2 separate regions of the Rattus norvegicus genome follow, and region 2 is linked to region 1. The links are chromatin contacts, called in public Hi-C maps. All regions are on one chromosome and are shown on one strand. Each heading gives the region's core, a stretch centred on a gene start, on an enhancer-like site or on the middle of the called end of the contact. The rest is flanking DNA. Distances are from core to core; before and after follow the strand shown. Region 1 overlaps Shroom3 (shroom family member 3). Region 2 overlaps Shroom3 (shroom family member 3).

The links. A called contact is a pair of places that touch in the nucleus more often than the background predicts.
Region 2: a Hi-C map of the A7r5 cell line shows a contact between it and region 1, with 2.6 times the contacts expected there. The contact joins two enhancer-like sites. A contact is called at or near these places in 2 of 12 Hi-C or Micro-C datasets (the A7r5 cell line and kidney).

Annotation. Positions count from the first base shown.
Region 1 is chr14:15,391,733-15,397,096 of GRCr8, forward strand. It overlaps Shroom3 (shroom family member 3), which reads right to left. Exons shown (of 11, transcript NM_001100889.1): 8 at 3,702-4,190; 9 at 1,742-1,892. Among named protein-coding and RNA genes, the nearest start is that of Sowahb, 81 kb to the left of the region's middle. Within about 2 kb of position 2,564, at least 5 of the 93 cell types and tissues checked have an H3K27ac peak or open chromatin away from gene starts, as enhancers often do. A contact at or near this core is called in the A7r5 cell line, where this site is marked.
Region 2 is chr14:15,521,981-15,526,897 of GRCr8, forward strand. All of the region lies in intron 2 of Shroom3 (shroom family member 3), which reads right to left. Among named protein-coding and RNA genes, the nearest start is that of Shroom3, 160 kb to the right of the region's middle. Within about 2 kb of position 1,656, at least 6 of the 93 cell types and tissues checked have an H3K27ac peak or open chromatin away from gene starts, as enhancers often do. A contact at or near this core is called in the A7r5 cell line, where this site is marked.

The DNA of each region.
Region 1 (5,364 bases), core at 1,314-3,813:
TCCAGAGAGGCATCCTTCGGGAATGAGAATGTTCTGGAAACAGGCAGAGGAAACCACATCACTGCAGATCTCTCCTGAGGGAGATGCTAAAGGAAATCTTTCTCAGGATTTCCACTGGAGAGGAAACAAGGCCAGAGAGGAACCTGGACCTCCTGCAGAGAAACTCAGCAGAAATGGGAGGTGGGGAGCTGAGGAGCCAACGATGCCTAACAGGACCCACCCATCAGCCACAGCGTCCCGAAAGCAACAGAGCAGGACAGTTTTAAATGCTACTGCTGTCCATTTCACTATAAACCATGCCAAAAAGGGGACTGGTGGAATTTAAACAAAACGAAACAAGCAGAACCCCACGCAAAGCCCTACAGCCCACACACGGACCAGAACTAAGTAGGGCTACTTCATTTCCTCAGAGGATGAGTTAATTCTGTAAATATAAAATGAGGAGCTGGAGAGATGGCTCAGTGGTTAAGAGCACTGACTGCTCTTGCAAGGGATCCAGGTTTAACCACCTGCAACTCCAGTTCCAGAGGATCTGATCCTCTATTCTGACCTCAATGGACACCAGGGATGTATGTGGTACACACACACATCACCTATACACATAAAATAATAAATCTTTTAAAAGCGAAGAGGAGGAAACGTAACGTGTACTTTGCTTCTTTACTGTAATGCAGAGAGGTCAATACGCAGATGGCAGGACAAAGGAAAACACTCAGTTAAAGATGGGGTGGCATATAGATAGCTCCTTCTCTGTGGTAGAGCAGAGCCCTCTGGTTCCCAAGCACACAAAATGGGCACAGTCAGCAGTACCGACAGGGAGATGCTAGGAGGGGTTCCACAAAGCAGGGCTCTGAACGGGAAGCCTCTGGTTGGAAGAAATGTTTCTGTAGTGGCTGTTGTCACATGCAGCCCAGAGCTCACAATGTTCTAACAGGATGCCTCTCAAGGCTTTCTCTGTTTCTGGGGTGTGTGTATATGTGTGTGTGTGTGTGTGTGTGTGCGCGCGCACACGCGCCTATGTTCTGTGGTTTTACCCAACACATTAAGAAGAGGGCCTGGGGAAAGTATGTACAGTAACCGGAACCCCATGTGCACGTCCTCCTGACATCACCACCACTGGAGCACACATTCTACGCTCCACTGAAGTGAGCCACACATGTCCTTTTGCAGAGGGCATGGCTGGGATCTACGGAGGGCTATAGGCAAAGTGGAAGGACGCTCTGCCCTGCAGGCACAGCCTGGCCCAGATCTCCACAGTACGCAGGGAGGCTGTGGCAGCAGCGAGGTCATCGTAACATGCTTGACATTAAAGGATCTGCAGGAGTACCAGATGCTAAGGGTTACATTCCAACCCATGTACTTTAAAGCTCTTCTCTGAGGCACTGCAAGAGCTGGGGGTGTGTAAGGTCAGCCTTACCTTTTCCTAGATGTGTCTTGACAGCCGCTGCTTTCCCTGTGCAAAATTTTAAATCTCTAGTTTTGCTCTTGACATAAGCTACCACCAGCTGCCGAGAACAGCATCAGAGTCCCTGAGGTCCGGTCCCAGCTCTAATAACTCAACCCCTCCAAGCTTTCGTTCATCATTTGCAGAATGACAGTGACAGTGGCCTTCCTGCTCTGTCTGCTCACAGACCTCTGAGAATGCTCAGAGCCGTCAGTAGGGGCTGGTACTTGTGGTCATGACAAGGGCCTTCGCTACCTGTGGGGGCGAGAGAGCAAGTGTCCCCCCCGCCCCCCGTACCTTTTTCTCATTGACGTCCTCCTGCTCCTCCTCCTCCCGCAGCTCCTCCGGCATGTCTTTGATTTTGTTCAGCAGTTCCGCCTTGGCAGCAGAGACACTGTAGTACGCAGGGCAGTTGACCAGCACACCCGCTGCCTCCTTGTGGTCGCTCCTGAAACACACAGCGTGCTCAGAGCAGCTCTTCACATTGGCTCACTAGGAAACGTGCAGAGTTCTACTTAACTTTCCCCCAGAAATAATGACCGGTGAGCGATTTGCTGAGAGTGACTCTGCTGGGCACCTAAGACCAGGCAAACCCGGGATGCGAAGCTCCTGAGGGATGTGCTGGAGATGGGATCAGGAATTTGAAACCAGCCAAGGCTACTCCATCTCAAGAGAAATTATTACACAGGGGTATGGGGGCGCTCAGGGCTGTCCGAGAAAACCAGGAGCTGCAAACCATGGTGTCTCGTGCTGTTTGTTTTACCACAGTGGAGCTGCTTTTCATAATCTGTTTTGTGTTTGTGAGGAGCTGGGGGTGGAACTGGGATCCTCAGGCATGCCAAAGGGTTCAGACGCACCCGGTGGATGACTCACAGAAGTAAGTTCTCTTGGAGAGAGATTTTAGCTCTTCAGTGATATATTATTTACTTCTGACCCTGTGATTTTACTAAAGAACCAGGCATACAACACCTTCACCGATCTCCTGTAAGCAACGTATCTTCATGTAACCCAGGAAGCTGGAGAAAAGCCTTCAGGTGCACGTTACAGCTTCCATCAGCTTCTACCCAGCGCTGTCCCAACTAGGAGTCTGATGAAACCTCACAATGCCGTTCGCCACAATGGGACTACATTTACTTTCACCAGAAGGTGGTGCATGTCATCTTTTTGAAACCATTTCACCACCAAATTCTCGAGGGAATATAAATTCTCAAAGACATGTTTTCTAAGGATACTCTGTGAAACTTTGGGCCCTTGCAGTTCCCAGCGGACTGCCCTGTATTGTGCAGGTGTCCAGTGTTAGCTACAGTGTGACTCTGGATAAGCCACCACGCCTACGATCCATAGCCTTGACCCTCTAATCTGAAACTGAAGAGACAGGCAAGGAGAGTGCGAGGCTGTGAACTGGATGCGCTCTGAGAACATAGCCCACAAGTCACAAACAAACAAACAAAACCAAAAAAAAAAAAAAACCAAACCTATGCACACAGCTCTTTTCTCCCTCTGGCCCAAATAAAACAGTGTTCCCGCTGCTGATCCAGTTATGATCAGCTGCAGGTTTCTAAACGGCAAACCCTATTTGGGTGAGCTGTTCTGTTTGTATTTCGTCTGGAAGCCGCTCACTGCTGAGTGTCGGTCTGTCAATATTATCACTGCAAACTAAAGAGGAAATAAAACCCACTCTATATCTTCCTGCTCAGAGTCCCTTAACCAAGTATGTAAGAAAATCTCAGAATAATTCAAGAACTCCACGAAACAAGAAACACAACTGCTCACAGTTCTCCTGCTGTGGCTGGGCCCTGGGTCGGAGTTCCAAGAGCAGCAGAGGGCTTGAGAGCCTCCAGAGCAGGGGCTAAGTGACCCCCATATCCAGCGGAGCGTTTCCCACTGAGATTTGCTCAGGACTTGAGTAAGCGCTCACCTCAGTGCATCCAAGTGCACGTCCTACATAGTAAAGGCATCTATTTCTCCAGGCCCCTCCCCCTTTCATAAAGACTGGTCCACTTTGTTCTTGTAGACGCTCCCTTCTCAGCACTAAGCTTCGGGGAGGTCCCTGAAAGTGGCCTATGACAGGTCTGACGATCGATCGAGTGCTTACTGAGCTAGGGACCCTCCACTCTCACAGTGGTCCTCTCCAAGGTGCCCTGTGAAGATGAGCTGCAGTGATGTTCCTGTGAGGACGTAGGGGCGTATCATGTCCACACGTATTACTGCCCCACAGAAGAGCCGAGTCTACAGGGGTGGACTACAGGGGACTTACGTCTCGACTTCCCACCCAGCACGCCTGGTGGTGCTGTCTACGGCTCTCCTCTCAGCGTTCTCCTTCAGCACACCAGCATCCCTGGGGAACAGACCCTCCATCAGATCCATCGTGGTCTTCATTCTGGAGTCCGGGTCCAAAATGTCCGCCAGAGACTTGTCTTGGTGGACAATTTCCTTGGCGAGAGCCTCCGTTCGGATATCTTCTGAAGTCTTCTGGGGCTCAGCATGGATTTTCTTCCCTAGATCCTGAGTTCTGTCAGCAGGTTCGTAAGTGAGGTTTCGGGCCTGGCTGGGACAGGGCTGCTTGCCAGGAAAACTGTGGAGCGGAGGCTGGGCGCTCACTCGGGCAGCAGTGCTGGACTCGGCTGCTGAGCCTTCGGCCGAAGTTTGGGGTGGGATGGCAACCATTATCTGACTTCCTTCTGCATGGCCTGCCCCGGGCACCTGTCCTTCCCTCGTGGCTGTCACCCTGGGAAGTCCGCAGGAACTGCTAGGGGAAGAAAAGAGAGAGCGGTGAGGAGAGTCGATGGTGGTGAGGATGAGGGCACAGGAGATGCCACAGCTTCCCAAAGCAGGAGCTGGCGTGAGGAGGCACATCTGTGGCGCTCTCCCACAGCCACGGGGTTCCAAAGGGCCTTCTCTTGAGCCAGGGCTGGTCCCTAGTTACAGTCACTTGGAATTCAGTTTTGAAGAATGTTGCTCTTGGGCCCCAGAGCAACCTTTCTGGAAGGTACAGACAGGCAGAAGGTAGTGGTGGTGAGTGACCTCCATGGCATCCAGGAGATGATGCCCTACAGAACTCACAGAGATCCTCCTGCCTCTGCCTCATGAGTGCCCGGATTAAAGACATGGACCACCATGCCTGATCCTATGAGGTTTTCTTGTTTGTTTGTTTGAACATTATATATATATATATATATATATATATATATATATATATATATGTGTGTGTGTGTGTGTGTGTGTGTGTGTGTGTGTGTGTGTGTGTGTGTGTGTGTGTGTAGCACTGGGCCGTATATGTGCGGGTCCCCTCTTCTACCATAGGGGGTCTGGGGATCAAACTCTGGTCATCGGGGTGGTGGCAAGCTGCCTTACTAACTGGCCTATTTTGCTGGATCCCAAAAGAGAATTCTGTTATGAGCACCCACTAGTCTCAGAAACTGGGTTGGGAAATGCCTGTTCTGCATCAGCCTGGCTTAACGTCACAGGCTGTTAGCTCCATCCTGTGCCTCTGTGGCATGGTGTGTCTGCAGAAGGTGACCATCGCAACTCAGCCTCTGTGTGTGTGTGTGTGTGTGTTTTGACTTCAGTGTTTTCTCCAATGTCTGTTCTATCAGCAATAGAAGCATTTCTGAAATTAATGTATTTAAACGTAGAAGTGCTCCATCTGCATGTATGTCTACATGCCAGAAGAGGGCATCAGATCCATTTTATAAATGGTCATGAAGCCGCCATGTGGTTGCTGGGAATTGAACTCAGGATCTCTGGAAGAGCAGCCAGTGCTCTTAACCCCTGAGCCATCTCTCCAACTCCCCCTCCGCCCATCATATTCTATTTCTTATTTCTTTAACTGATCCAAAACTCAGACCAGAGGAAGTGGGTCATGGCTCTTGAAACGATCACTTCTCTGCACACAATGAACGCTAAGAAGTGGGTCATGG
Region 2 (4,917 bases), core at 406-2,905, 130 kb after region 1:
TATGCATGGTGTGTGTGTGTGTGTGTGTGGTGTGTGTATGTGTATGAGTATGTGTGTGATGTGTGTATGTGTGTGATGTGTGTGGTATGGTGTGTATGTGAGTATGTGTGTGTGTAGTATGTGTGCAGTATTGTGTGTGTATATACTTAGTATGCATAGTATGTATATGTGTGTGTATGGTATGTGTGGTATGTGTGTGTGTGAGTGTATGTGGTATGTGTGTGTGGTGTGTGTGGTGTGTGTGCATGTGTGTGCAGTATGTGTGTATGTGGTATGGTGTGTGTATGTGAGTATGTGTGTGTGGTGTGGTGTGTATATATGTGTGTAGTATGTGTGTGGTATTGTGTGTGTATATATATGTGGTATGCATGGTATGTATGTATGTATATGTGTGTGTATGGTATGTGTATGTGGTGTGAGTGTGAGTGTATGTGTATGTGTGTGTGTGTGGTATGTATGAGAGTGTATGGTATGTGTATGGTATATGTGTGTGTGTGTGTGTGTGGTGTGCATGTATGAGAGTGTATGGTATGTGTATGGTATGTGTATGGTGTGTGTGTGTGTGTGTGTGTGTGTGTGTGAACAAAGTATTCTACCACAGAGCCAGATCCCAGATCCTAAAAGCCTTTACCTTGAGATGTTTTCAGCAGCCAGATGTCTGCCCACAGCAGCCAGAAGCCTGATCCCTGTCCCAACAGCTGCGACAACCATAATGTTTTACAGACCATGTTAAGTGACCTCTCAGCAAAATCCCTTCCAATTGAAAACTGCTGACTTAAGCTCCTTCCTGCCACCTAATTTCCCTAATTTCTTGTACAGAAAACAATTATAGTTCACTAATTTTGATTTTTCCCCTTCTTTCTCAAAGGCAAAGTAGACTTACAGTAGCCTAAATATACAGGCTCCCAGTTCCCCCTCTCTGGTGCTTCAGGAAGACTCAGTGACAATCATAACTGATAACTAATATCGGGGACTGTGGGTCCAGCTCAGGGGAGATCATCTTCAGAGCACGCACGAGGTCCCGAGTTCCACTCTCAGCACCTCAAGCAAACGCCTCAATGCTTGCACGGATTTCTCGCTCCCTCTCTGTCTCTATGTCTGTCTATCTCTGTCTGTTCTTCTCTCTTCACCCCTCCCTCCTGCACTGTGTGCATGATGAGGATGTATGAGTTCAGGTGTGCACGTACCACGGTACTTATGTAGAGGTCAGGGGACAGCTTGGCTGTCAGTCCTTGCCTTCCTCCCACTTTGATGCAGGCTCTCTTGGTCATTGGCCTCTGCAGATTAGCTGGCCCTCACTGTAGGAACACTAAGACTGCAAACACATGCCAGTGTCCAGCTCTTATATGGGTCCTGGGGGTTAGAACTCATGCCCTCACGCACTCGTGGCAAGTGTTTTACCCTGTGAGCCACCTCCCCAGCCCTAAACCTGTATTACCATCCCAGCCGCTTTAACAAGGTTACTTCCTGAATTCTCCAGTTCCCTTTTTTATAAGCGCAATCAAAGCACACCAGAGTTTCTTTTCAGTTACATTAAACCACAAAAAGCATTTCTAGTTTGTGAAAACATAAACAGGAGCCTTTCTGGAAGCTTCTCTGTCCTAAGCAACGAAAACTGGCAGGACCCCGAGGGACATTCCAAAGCAGTGACCAAAGTGAATGACAAGGCAGTTTCTTGATAAGAATATTGAAGTGCATTTTCTTGGTGCTATTAACTATGGCACCAAGTTGGGCAGCGCTGGCCCGAATTCACAGTAGTCTTGAGTTGACTACTGTTAATTGTTAATGTAATGCAAATTAGCTTCTGTGGCCTCTAATACTTAGGGAAACTCCTTGGTCCTGTGAAAACCGGCCACCATGTTTTCCTGCCTTTCTTAAATGGTTTCTGTAGGTTAGAGATCTGCTTTTCCGTGCTGACTATAATCAGTATAGCTCTCTCTGCCTATCAGGAGGGAGCATGGGATTTGGGTAACCTGCTCTCTGATTCAGAGGGAGTGCAACTCCCTCTCCTGGGCCAACACAAAGAAGGCTTTACAGCTACCATCTAGTAGGTGTCTGTAGCCCAAGGACTAGATGAATTAACAGTGCAGACCATACCTTTCCTCATAACAAGAACAGCAACATTAGTCATTTGTAGCAAGAACAGGGACACTGGCGAATGGTTGTAGCTGATGGTCCATGTTGACAGTGTTCTCTCAAGACCATCATGATGAGCACAAATACAAATACAATATCAAACTCAAGATGCTACTCTCTGTGGAGAGCATGGGAAGGGGACTGGGTTTAGCACTGTATTAAGGTAGGTTTCTTCCTGTGCAGCCCAGGCTGATCTTAAATTCACACTCGTCCTGTCTCAGCCTTTTGTGTCGCTGGGATTAGACATAGGCACCACCATGCCTGACAAAATCATAACTTTGAGAGTTTGAGATGAGTGCTAAACAGGAGATCGTTTTGTTTTCTTTTGTGGGGTACTGGGGGTTGAGCCTGGGGTGTAGGGCATACTCGGCCAATGTTCTGCTTAGCCAGAGTATATCCCAGTCTTGGTCTGGGAAGAAGAGCAATGAAGCCACTGGGCACTCTGTGTGTCCTACTTCGAATGGCCTGGTTTTCTGCTAGGGGTTTTGCTCTACCTGAACGAAACCCTAACCCAAAAGACAGCTATGATTTCCCTCCATAACAATTGGTCATTCTCTGAAGGGACACAGCTCAAGACCAGCGTGTTTTTCCTCTGGTACTGAAGCCCTTCCTTTTAATCTTTAACCACAACCCTTACATAAGGAACTTTTATTGTTATTATTCGACAGCAAGAACCTGACCACACACTGTGTCAAAGTTCCCCGGTTTATCAGTCCTTGCAGGATTATGATAACCTTCCACTGGGCAGCTGACCTGAGACCCTGGGAGTCACTTCTGTTTGCCCTCACTCAAGCCTGTCACCCCATCCCACTAGGCCACCCTCCAGGGAGCAGATGTCCCACTGTCCCCTGCCCTATGTGAGTCATGCCCCCATCGTATCTCATCCAGATCAATCAATCGGTCTCTCTGGTTTAACTCCAGACTCACCCAGTTCAAATCCACCTTCCAAAATGATGCCAGGCTCTGGGGATGCTGCTCAGTGGTAGGACACTTACCTAGGATGTACAAAGCCCTGGGTTTGTACCCCATCACCTCAAACAATAAAACGACACAACGAGGGCTGGAGAGGTGGCTCAGTGGTTAAGAACACTGACTGCTCTCGCAGAGGTCCTGAGTTCAATTCCCAGCAACCACATGGTGGCTCACAAGCATCTGTAATGGGATCTGATGCCCTCTTCTGGTGTGTCTGAGGATAGCAACAGTGTACTACATACATAAAATAAATAAATAAATCTTTAAAAACAAAAACAAAAACAAAAAAAGACACAACAAAATGAGGCCAGAGCGTTTTCTATTCGGTCTTTTTGATCTCTAGTTACCTCCACCTCCACACTTCCAGGTTCTGCTCAGAAGATTCCAGAAAGGACAGCTGCACCCACACAGGCCTACCTAGCTCACGTGGCACCTGTGCAAATTAGGGAACTGGCGGACTGGAAGGCAAAGCACAGGCTGGAAGGTAGCAGCCACTCCCACTCCTCATGGGGGCAGCCCTGCCCTGGTCTTTTTCTGTTGTTTTTTAATCACATTTCAAACGAACCTTTTGCCTTTATCCCTGGCTTGAGGTTCTCTTCACCTGTCTCCCTGCTTTTGAACAACCTGTTAACTTTGTCTAGAAAACCTCCACTTCCAAACCCAGAACTAAAACTCCTGTCCGTGTTTCCGGAAACCAGGACTGCCATGCTGCTCTAAGAAGCTTTTACTGAAGCTGGAGAGATGGCTCAGTGGTTAAGCACACATGCCTCTCTTTACAGAAGAAACAGGTTCAGTTTCCAGCATGGACATGGTGGCTCACAACCATCCCTAAGCCCAGGACCAGGGCATCTGATGTCCGTTTCTTATCTCCGTGGGCCCCAGACGTACATGAGATACACACAGCCATGCAGGCAAAATACTCATATGTTTAAAATAAATTTTCAAAAAATTTTAAAGATGATGATGATGATGATGATGATGATTACTGTTTTGATGGTATGGGGGATTGAACCCAGGACCTCATGTATACTTAAGACATTCTCTACCACTGATCTACATCTCCAGCTGGTTTTTTTTTCTAGACATGTTATTTTTTTTAATGTACATATGTTCACGTGCACAGGGGTGCCTTTGGATACCAAAGATCAACCTTGTTTAGTGTTTTTAATTTTCTTTTTTTGTGTGTGTGTGTGTATGGGTATGCTGGATGTATGACAGTGCACCATGTGCATTCTTGGTGGCCTGGGTACCTAAGAAGGCCAGGCAAAGGCCTCGGATGCTCCAACAACTGGAGTTACAGATGGTTGTGAGCACCGTGCACGGAGGGTGCTGGCAATCAATCCGGGAACAAGTAAGCACCGGGCCGCCTCCTCAGTTCCCAGTTTCATTTCTTTGTTTTTGTTAGTTCTGAGACAGGGTCTCTCACTGGCCTAGAGCTCTCCTGTTAGGCTAGGCTGGCCGCCCAATAAGCCTGAGGGACCTGTCTGTCTCTGCCTCCTTAATGGTGGGTTTACAAGTGTGCACTGCTACACATTAGGGGAGCTTTGACTCTCAAACTCGGGTTCTCATGCTTTGTGTGGCACACGGTTTACTGACTGGGCTGTGTCTTCAGCTCTGATAACATTCTCATTTCTATTCTATTCTGTTCTATTCTGTTCTATTCTATTCTATTCTATTCTATTGCATTCCATTCTATTCTTGGTGGCTGTTAGAATTACAGATTTTTTTCTAACCTATTCCCCACATTAGATACTGAATTCTCTGAGAGCAGGACCCTTGCCTTCAGGTTCGTGTGCCTACCTAGCCTAG